Linked DNA regions of Gasterosteus aculeatus: region 2 is linked to region 1. A link is a contact called in public Hi-C data. All regions are on one chromosome and are shown on one strand. Each heading gives the region's core, a stretch centred on a gene start, on an enhancer-like site or on the middle of the called end of the contact. The rest is flanking DNA. Distances are from core to core; before and after follow the strand shown. Region 1 holds the start of farsb (phenylalanyl-tRNA synthetase subunit beta). Region 2 has its middle 26 kb from the start of pax3b.

Region 1 (4,414 bases), core at 804-3,303:
TCAAGAGTTACTACAGGGGAACTTTCATTTTGTGTTGTTTTTGACAGTCCGTGTTGAAGTGGTAGAGTCCCCAGCACCAGGGTCCCTTTAGAAAACCGCTCATTCTACTGCAGCTAGGCTGCCTTCAGAACAGACAACGTGAGGGACGGGAGTGTTGACATAATGGAAGACATCGGTGGGCTCCGAGGTAGCATGCTAGCATTAGCAGATCAAATCGATCAACATGGGTTTTCTGCAGATACGATTTTGACACATTGGTTTTTTTTTGGAAATACTAGGGAGCGGATAAGTGCTCTTCAAGATGTATACATAGACGACGAAGTTTTAAATTGTTTAAGACTGATTGAGCACCGCGTGCGTGTGGAAGAGGTCCAAGTTGATGAAGTCAACATTAGCGCTGGTACTACAAGCACAGGTGCTGGACGCCCGCCTCTGGATATTCCTGGGGACAAGCTGGCTAACTTTGTGTTGTCCGGTCTATCAACCCGAGAAATCCAATATCCAGGAATATCCAGAGGCGGGCGTCCAGTACCAGCGCTAATCTCAAGTCCCTTAGCCAGCCTTCTTTTGCACACGGCTCTGTTGTCTGTTCTGAATGTTAGATGTAGCCACGCCCCCTGATTTGCTTCTAAAAATGTGAAATGTAAAACGGCATTATGAAATAAAAGTCTCTGGAAACGAAAAGTGGCATTATGAAATAAAAGTACCATGAAATGAAAAGTGGCATTATGAAATAAAAGTACCATGAAATGAAAAGTGGCATTATGAAATAAACGTACCATGAAATGAAAAGTGGCATTATGAAATAAAAGTACCATAAAATGATTAAACGTATTTAATATGTATGTATTTATTGCCCAATTCATTTATTTCATGATGTATTAAAATGCATATTTCATGTATTTATTAATTTATTTAATTTTGACTAAAACGGCATTCCCTGGAGGAGACGGGGTTCAAGCACAAAGGGTCACCTGCCTGACTTCATCCCATCTTGCAGGGGTTTAGCGTGCATTAAAAATAACTAACTGGAAAGGGGCAATCTTATTGTTGATGCAGGAACCTCAAACACACGGTCACCCACAGCAGTATGAAAACCACCCACTTGTTCATGAAGACCTGCAGGCCACGGACCAGCCCCTCCAGACACAGCAGGTCATAGCGGTTAGCTGGTACGTCAATCTTGTACAGGATGACGTCAGACGCCCCCGAGGCCTTGGAGCCGCCTTGCTCCCGGCTGATTATCTCCTTCTCCGAGGTCTGGAGTCAGAACAGAGTCAAGTGGTTACACGTCACAGATCAGGAGATGTCGCTGAGCAAAAGATGACGGATCACTGCAAACGATCGGTTTTATTTGTGTTGTGTGTGTGTGCGGTTTGATCTGCTTTTTAACATTGTTTACTCACAATTTCATCCAGCTCCAACCCATACTCAAAGCACAGCTCGTCAAACTCCTCATCAGCTGAAAGAAGAAATAACCATTTACTCCCTGATAAACAGCTGTATGAATGTTAAGTCCTCACCGGCTGCCTGCTCACATTTAACTCAATAACTACATGACGCAATGACGTTGACGTCCAACAGCGACGTCAGAGCTCTGGGGAATACCACCTTCACACTGATGCCCTTATCTGCAGGATTATGTCAGTATTAAAATGAATATTTGGAAGAAACTGTATCAACGGGAAATCCCCTTTGAACGCTTTAGTAAAGATAACTTCACGTGGTGAAGATTAACGTCAGCGCGCAGCTGCTGCTGCTTCGCTAGCCGCCATGCTAATGATTTCAGGTAGTTTTCTGTCTCTCTCGGTCTTTTAGAGACACGTTGGCCTTCATTTACCAGGCAGACCTTTTGTTCACTACTCGAATACGTTGTCAACCTCACGTACTGTATGTTCTGCCCAAAGCTGTGAAGAGAAGATCCCGTTTCACTCCAACAGTCGGCATGTTGGCTGCTCGTCCTCCACAGCGCTTCGGTTAAGGACCCCTCCAGCCGGCTGTAGCTGACCGGCGCGCTGCCTGGCTGAAATCCAGTTCAATTGCAAACACATCTTTTGTGGACATTCAATGGTTCCATTCGTGGGAAATTGTAATTTATTACATATTATGTGCGATCACTAATTAGCCTAACTTATTTTCTAACTATGGTTTATAAAGAGAGGTAAGCTACAAAGCTGTATAATATTTATTATTTAATATTTGCTATATTTATTTAATTTAACTAATGAAACCTATATTTATCTATTTGTTGCTGCATTTTGATCTTATATAGCTGTATAAATATATGTTTTCGTCATAATAGATATTGATTATTTTCAATGAGAAGTAAATTCGACTAAAACATTTTTTTAATAAAGTAAACAACATCAAACTACAAAATGCTTTCCAGTTAAACATCCAGTTTCATTAGCGTTCATTGTTCTCCCACCGCATAGAGTACTTATACTGAATAACAGTTGCTTATGTTGTTCTCCAACCACAAGATGCATTCAATCACCATTTAAGAGCCTATGGAGAGCAATCTTAGTGGAATATTTCTGGGGAAGAAGAATGAAAATCAAAGATTGATCTCTGTTGTCCAGCATTTCAAGGATTTTAGGCAGGAAAGCTAGAAATGAGAAACAGAGGCTGAATGCACTTGAAATAAGGATGCCGTGTCAAGTGTCAGTTATTTATTATATGAGAACAGATTGTTGCACATGCATGTAATAGCAAACATCTGTGTATGAGGAGTGGCAGGATTATCATGATCGCATGACATTCCGTGCTGTGAACAGTTTGTAAATACATTTAGAAGAGAAGCCAAAGGAAACGTGGTGCTCAAATTGGACATTCCTGATTAGGCTCAGTTTTACATTGAATACTTTACCATCATTCTATTATTAGTAATCAGATCCCACCACCTGATAATGAAGGATCGCCACTACAACAATGACGACAAAAAGGAAAGAGTGCTACGGGTTTATAACATTACAGCATCCAACAGATGCAGATGAGATCGACATTATCATCAGTTTTGTGAGGCGAGGGATTCACTCGGAGCCCCAAAGCAGATAAAACTCAGCATATGAGGAGGCCCCCCCAGTGACCCTGCATGTGTTTAGGGCTTAGTAGGGGCTTTTTTTCTGCCTTTTCCCATTATGTTGCCACAGGATTTAATAAATTAAGACCACAATCCCACTGCTGTGCCGCAACCGGGACTCCACAAAAAGCAACAAGTGCCCCAGTTAATGTGGCACCGGCTCGGGATGGAAGGCAGAAGTGCACGTGTGGCCTCCGAGCTCCTTCTGAACCCCCCCATGCAGTCACCTCCTCTCCATCCTGACCCGGCCCCCAGCACGCGCCACCTCAACTAGTCCAATCACGACGCAGGAAATTCCCCCCCTCATCCCTCCCTCCCAACGCGACAGCCAGCATCACGACGAGCGTGTCACTCACTTCCGGTCTCGCGCGGATGAGAGCCGGCTGGATGTCGGGACTCGACTCTGTCCGGATGAACTGAGTGGTGAGGTTTTTATTTTTTATTTTGTCGTTTGTGTTTGTATCCAGATGTGTGGGATGCTGTTGCGAATGCCTTCTCCGTTATTGTTAAAGGAGAGAACATTACGCTTACAATCAAGATGGAATATTATGTTAATGTGTCATTTAAAGTACATTTTTTCCCCGTTATAATGCATTTTTCCCCTTCGTCAGACATGTGAAACGTCTTATAACGAAATGCGTTGGTCGCCTCGTATGGCTGACGCCTAATACACGGTGTGGAATTAATCATTAACGTCACTCCGAAGTGTCGCAACGGGCGTTTCAAGTGTTTTGTTTTGAAAACTTCAAACCGGAAGTTGAGTCGCCACAGCGGCGTGTTTGACCCCCGACAGCAATATAAAGACAACTGAATGTATTACACGTGTCTCAATTATGATGGCTTATAAACACACGGTATGATTTGTTTATTCTAAAGAAATCTACATTCACTTTATATCTTTATTATTAATATTCTTAATACAGAATATGTGTTTGTTATGAAGACATTTACATGTATTATGTTTCTCTAATTATGACGAATAAGGACTTCTAAATCATAAATTCTAAAACTAAATTATTTGATGTTTGTATTCACAATATTAATATACTTTTTTGTATTTCACAAGCTATACTCATTGCAATGAGCATATTTGCTGTTTTAAACGGCAGCAAAACTCTCTTTACACTTTACAGAGACATATTTATAGAAATAATTACACACTTGTTACAACCAAAGGCCAGAATTTAAATCTCTGTCACCACAGTCGTCACTAACTAATCACTCTCCTGCGTTCCCTCGTCTAAAATAACTTTTTTTTTAAAACACAGCTGACTGGAAGTGGGCCGAGACAAAGATTACTGAACGCCGCCGCCTCGAACTGTCCGGACACAG
Region 2 (4,932 bases), core at 2,047-4,546, 51 kb before region 1:
TCACTGCTATTTATAGGAGATGTTGCTGCTAAATTTTTAAAAGGACATTTTTCAGTGTTGAGCAAAACATCGTTCCATTGACCTGGAGCCGTTGTGATGGTTTAGAGGGAGAGACTCACCAAACCCATCACACTAACATGTTTTAATCATCTTTTGACGAAAGCATATTTATAACACTGTTATAGCTGGAAGCTGTGAAAATAGACAATATCCGTTTTTTACGTCTCCGACGGATCTTGAACGCACAATGTCAGACAAATCGTCAGTTAAATATACCAAATTGAAACTTAACGTGTGTGTGACTATTTTTTTTACACGTCAAATGTATAATAATTAACCCTTTGAACCTGTAAATAAAATTAATCCATTCATTTCTGTGCTTCTCTCCACAACTGCGATGCGGCGAGTGACTCTCCTCAAACCAACAGTTGCGTGACATTTTTGTGACTGCCGGTCGGGAGGAAAAGGAGAGACCGTAAGTGGACGCTGCCAATATGGAAATAGTTTGCAAAGCCTCAATTTCCTCTTCCAACATCGCAGGCTCCTGTGGGCCCTTAAAGAAAGATTGTACACGCATTCTGCTGTTTTAAAGTAAGTTACCAAAGGTTTTTTCTTTCATGTCATGGCATCCTAACTGATTTCAGCGAGTTTCATTAGTCTTGGCACGGTTTTAATTTCCAGTTCTGGATGCTGCTTTTTCCTTTGCCTCGCATTATTAGCCGCTTATATTTAGATGTATTTGTACCATTTTACAGAAACCCACACGTTAGCACATCGCAACATACATATAGAGCTCAATATTGGTAAATTGCATTAATTTTACCTGCATTTTCTTGGGATAACATGTTTTTGTTGCAGTATTTAATATTGCATTTATGACAATTAGGCAAATCCAGGTCAAACACTTTGATATGGGAGATGTTGGCAAGTTATCGACTTGTTGATTTCATCCATTCGGTGTAGTTCCAGCTCCTCTCTGTTTACCACTACGTCCACCACCTTCTCTTTCAGCATCTGCCAAGACAAAATCCAGCACATCTTAGGCGCCTCCTATCTGTGCCGACCGTGGTGATGCACCTTTGCCTGACGCCATCCGATCCCACCTGCGTTCCCCTTTAAGCCTGCCGGGCCTGGATGGAAACGTCAGGCTTTAAGAAGAAGACAACTACAAAGCAAAAGAGGCTCTTTTTAAGTCTGGCGCCGGGGGCACCGTCGCTGAGCTCCTCGCCGACATCAAACGGTTGGCAGAGGGTTCGACAACCAGCTGGTGCAGATGGCCGGACTCAAACGGGACGTTCTAATGAGAAGCGGGTAGCGCATCAGTAGTCTGGGCAGGGTGGCAGCGGCCAGGAGGCGACACACACACACACACGCACACGCATGCGGCTCGACAGCAGAAAAGTGTGTGTGTGTGTGTGCGACTTTAGGAGTGAGGAGGGGGAGTAAGAAACCAAGATGGACTCCTGACGACTCACTTTGTGCGGCCATATTCACGACGTCGCAGGTCGCTGCTGCCACCTGGTGGGGCGGTTGCGTAGACACGTCCCTGCTGCGGGGGACGGGGAGGATCCGTGAACATGTCCCCATGGTGGACTACTGAGCAGGTTCTGGTTACAGGTGGTATGTTTCGTTGCAGGTGAAGGCCTCATTGGAGGGTCCTTGAGCCTGTGTGTCCGTCACTGCAGGGACTAAAAGTCAGGACGTCTCTGTGAACTCTGACCCTTTGTTCTTTAAATGTCCTTATGGACAAAATACACAAGGTGACCCCTATAGCTTATTAACTTCTAACTAACTGACTTATAGGCATTGTGGGTCTCTGCAACTCAGCTAAATATGGATTCCAAAGTTGATTGTTCTGTTTTTGGAGAATCCAATGCAGTTTGAGGATCTCGTCGCATGGAACCTCTCCGGTGGGTGAACGTGATGTTGGGGGAGTTAAAGTGAAGCAGAACGTTGTTTGCAGCGAGTCTCCAGCAGAGGTCTGTGTTCTGCAGGAGATGTCCCTTTCTATCCCCAAGCCATCGATGCAGGACGCTGCACATTTGGGTGCTTTAAATAATTGCTGGTATTTTACCATCTAAATTTAAATTAGTTTAAAAAATATCAAATGAATTTTATTTATTTATCATTCAAAAGTAAAACGCATTCGGGTAAACCTGCATTAAGCTCCTAAATATGTATATGACGAACATTCATTACACATAAGAAGAAAATAGAAATTTACTCAAAAAGAGACAGAAAGGGGGAAAATAAGTTAAAAAACTCTTTTTCAGTATTGTAGTTAACTGCGTTCGGGTCAGCTGCGTCAGCCGAACATGTGACTGCATTGTTTCCGACGGTCCCTGAAGGCGGCGCCGGGTGGAAATCCCGTTGGAATTTGAGCGTAACGGGCTGAAGTCGGCCGCTACACTTGGATGCGCATCGAGTGGACGTCAGTGACTCGAATACTTCTGTGTATTAAGCTGAATGAAATCAGCGTTTCCATTGAACTGAAGGAGAAATCACAACGACGTGTTTGCAGTTTGTCAAAACATCTGTGTTGTCTGGGCTGAAGTTATAGGCACGACTTGAGAAGAACACGAATCCCTCCTCGGAGAAGTGGAATTTTAATTAGTTTGCAGACTTTAATTCAGTTTGACGTGTTGGAGGCTGAGCAGCTGATCGATGTCACTCAGCTTCTTCCCCCCCGAAAGGTTTCATTTTTCTTTCTGGTTATAATCATCGGCGTCTGCTTTACTTTCCTCTTGGATTGGATTTATTGTTTATATCAACTCGTGCCCCGTTGAATGTGACAGATGATAATCAGCGCCAGCGTTTACGAACATGGTCACAAAGCCAGGTGTGTTTATTGCATATTTTACGCACGCGGTCATTTGAAAAAATATTCAGTTTAAATTATTATCGCTGGTTAACAACATCCGAGCTGACTGAGCAAAAGAGAGTCACGGAGCTTCTTTTTGTTGGCGTTAATTGTGAGGAAACCTATAAATGCGTGTAGACAAACAGCCGACACCACGCGCCTTTGTCCTGGAGACGCGAAGCTCCACAATCACCCCGAGTCCATAAAAAGACGCGCCGCGGCCTCCTCGGCTCGTCTTCCCCTTTTTGTGGCCCGTAAACTGGGATCACGCGGGTTTACCGCGGGTTGGAAATCAGTCACAGTCTGTCTAACTTAAGTGGAGCAGACAGGGATGATGGGCTTTGGGAAACCATTCATCGCGGCAAACACACACTTTTCAAGCCCCATTGAAGCGCTGACCTGCTCGGACGATCACAGGGCCGCGGGTCGGTTGCACCTCCTTTTGTCTTTGCTGATGTCGCCTCTTCTTTCTGGTCTCGTGTGAACCAACTTTCAACTTTCATATATATATATGATGTTCTGAGTGTCGTTTCTGTGCTTTTTCTAATGCACTAAAAGTGTTTAAACTCAGCGCAAAGTGAAACTCTAGAGGTGTTTGTTATTGTTGAATATTTGACATTATGTATTAATAAATAGATTGCTGACTCGCTGAACAAACTGGTGCACAAGCTAGCCACACAGGCCTGGTCACACCTCTCATTGCAATATCGGCGTTGATTAATGGAGAAATCATGTGTGCAACATTTAGGATTAAATGTTACCGAGAGCAAAGAAAGGAAAAAAAGTTGTGAGTAATAAATGTAAGTATAAAGTCCAAAGCTTTATATCAAACTCTAAATTATTTAACCAACATTTTTGATCACGCCGTAACTTATTAATGCCACATGTGCGCCTTTTACATCACATTACATCACAGGTCATTTAGCTGATGTTTTTATCCAAAGCGACAATAAGTGCATTTCAACCATAAAGAGACAAACCCAGAAGAGCAAGAAACAAGAAAGTGCAATTTCATCAAACAGGCCGATCTACAACTTGTTACAGATAAGAGACATTACAAGTACTATTTAAGTGCTACAGTTTGTTAGTGTTTTAGTGGCGGTGGAGTCTGGAGAGGTGGGTCTGTAGTCTGAAGATGTGAAGGTTCTCGCCGGTCCTGATGTCATCAGAGAGCTCGTTCCACCATTTAGGAGCAGGACAGCAAAGAGTCGCCTTCAGCCCCGTTTGTAATTGTTCCTGTCAGTTTGCGTAGTTTATGCGCACTCCACGCTTCCAAATCCAAGCTGTTTTATATTAAATGTGCGTGTTGCTTTTGCTCACATTCTCAGGTTTGTATCTGCAGTGCACACAAGCGTGTGTGTGTGTATGTGTGTGTGTGTTCCTTCATCCCTGCCAGTGTTGAGCCGAGGGCCCATCTGGCTCCTATGAGGGCCGCTGCTTCACGGTGCCTCAGCCTGATTCATGGGCGCTGGACAGCTTCAGCTGCCGTCCCGCTTCCACCGCTTTACATCACATACCTCTCCGAAAAAAAGAAAAAAACACTCCTCCTCCCGCCTCCCACCGCTCTCCCATCCGACAGGCCAGCTCCGCCGGGACGCTGTATTTCTCTGATTATGGGCAGTTCCCCACCCGTGAAACGTCGGCCGTGATTTACATTTGCTTCTGTCAATCTGCTCAACGAAATCCCTGCTTGTTCTTGGCTGCGCAAAGCCAGCGTTGTCCTTTCCTCGCTCGCTCTGCTTTTTCTCAGAGATTACAAACATCCCCTGAAACGAGCCGCGCCCCGATGGGACGATACGTTGTGCGTGGGTTGTTTTTTTCTGTTTTGCTTATCTCCGACACTACAATGAGTTACTGTACGTCTGCGTTAAGGTGGAGTTACTGTAGATTCAACATCATTTTGGTGGTGAAACTGCTGAAAAAGTTTATTATTTTTTACCGAAAAAATTCCAGCATGTTTTGATTAAACTCATCTTTTGATATATTCAAACTAGCAGACTGTAACATTTATTACAAAAATGTAAGTTTAGGGGGAAAAATGTTTGATGAGTTTGTCAGTTTCCCGTTAGCGT

What was found. Hi-C and Micro-C count contacts between places; a contact is called where the count stands out from the background.
Region 2: a contact with region 1 is called in a Hi-C map of whole body, with 2.6 times the contacts expected there. The contact joins the enhancer-like site here to the promoter of farsb in region 1. A contact is called at or near these places in 3 of 6 Hi-C or Micro-C datasets (skeletal muscle and whole body).

Annotation. Positions count from the first base shown.
Region 1 is chr1:2,092,279-2,096,692 of fGasAcu3.hap1.1, reverse strand. It overlaps farsb (phenylalanyl-tRNA synthetase subunit beta), which reads right to left and starts at 2,053. Exons shown (of 18, transcript XM_078107137.1): 1 at 1,890-2,053; 2 at 1,407-1,462; 3 at 1,106-1,260. The coding sequence starts at 1,947. acsl3a (acyl-CoA synthetase long chain family member 3a) reads left to right here and starts at 3,235. Exons shown (of 15, transcript XM_040180487.2): 1 at 3,235-3,505.
Region 2 is chr1:2,144,470-2,149,401 of fGasAcu3.hap1.1, reverse strand. No RefSeq gene overlaps it. Among protein-coding and RNA genes, the nearest start is that of pax3b, 26 kb to the right of the region's middle. Within about 2 kb of position 3,296, at least 2 of the 9 cell types and tissues checked have open chromatin away from gene starts, as enhancers often do.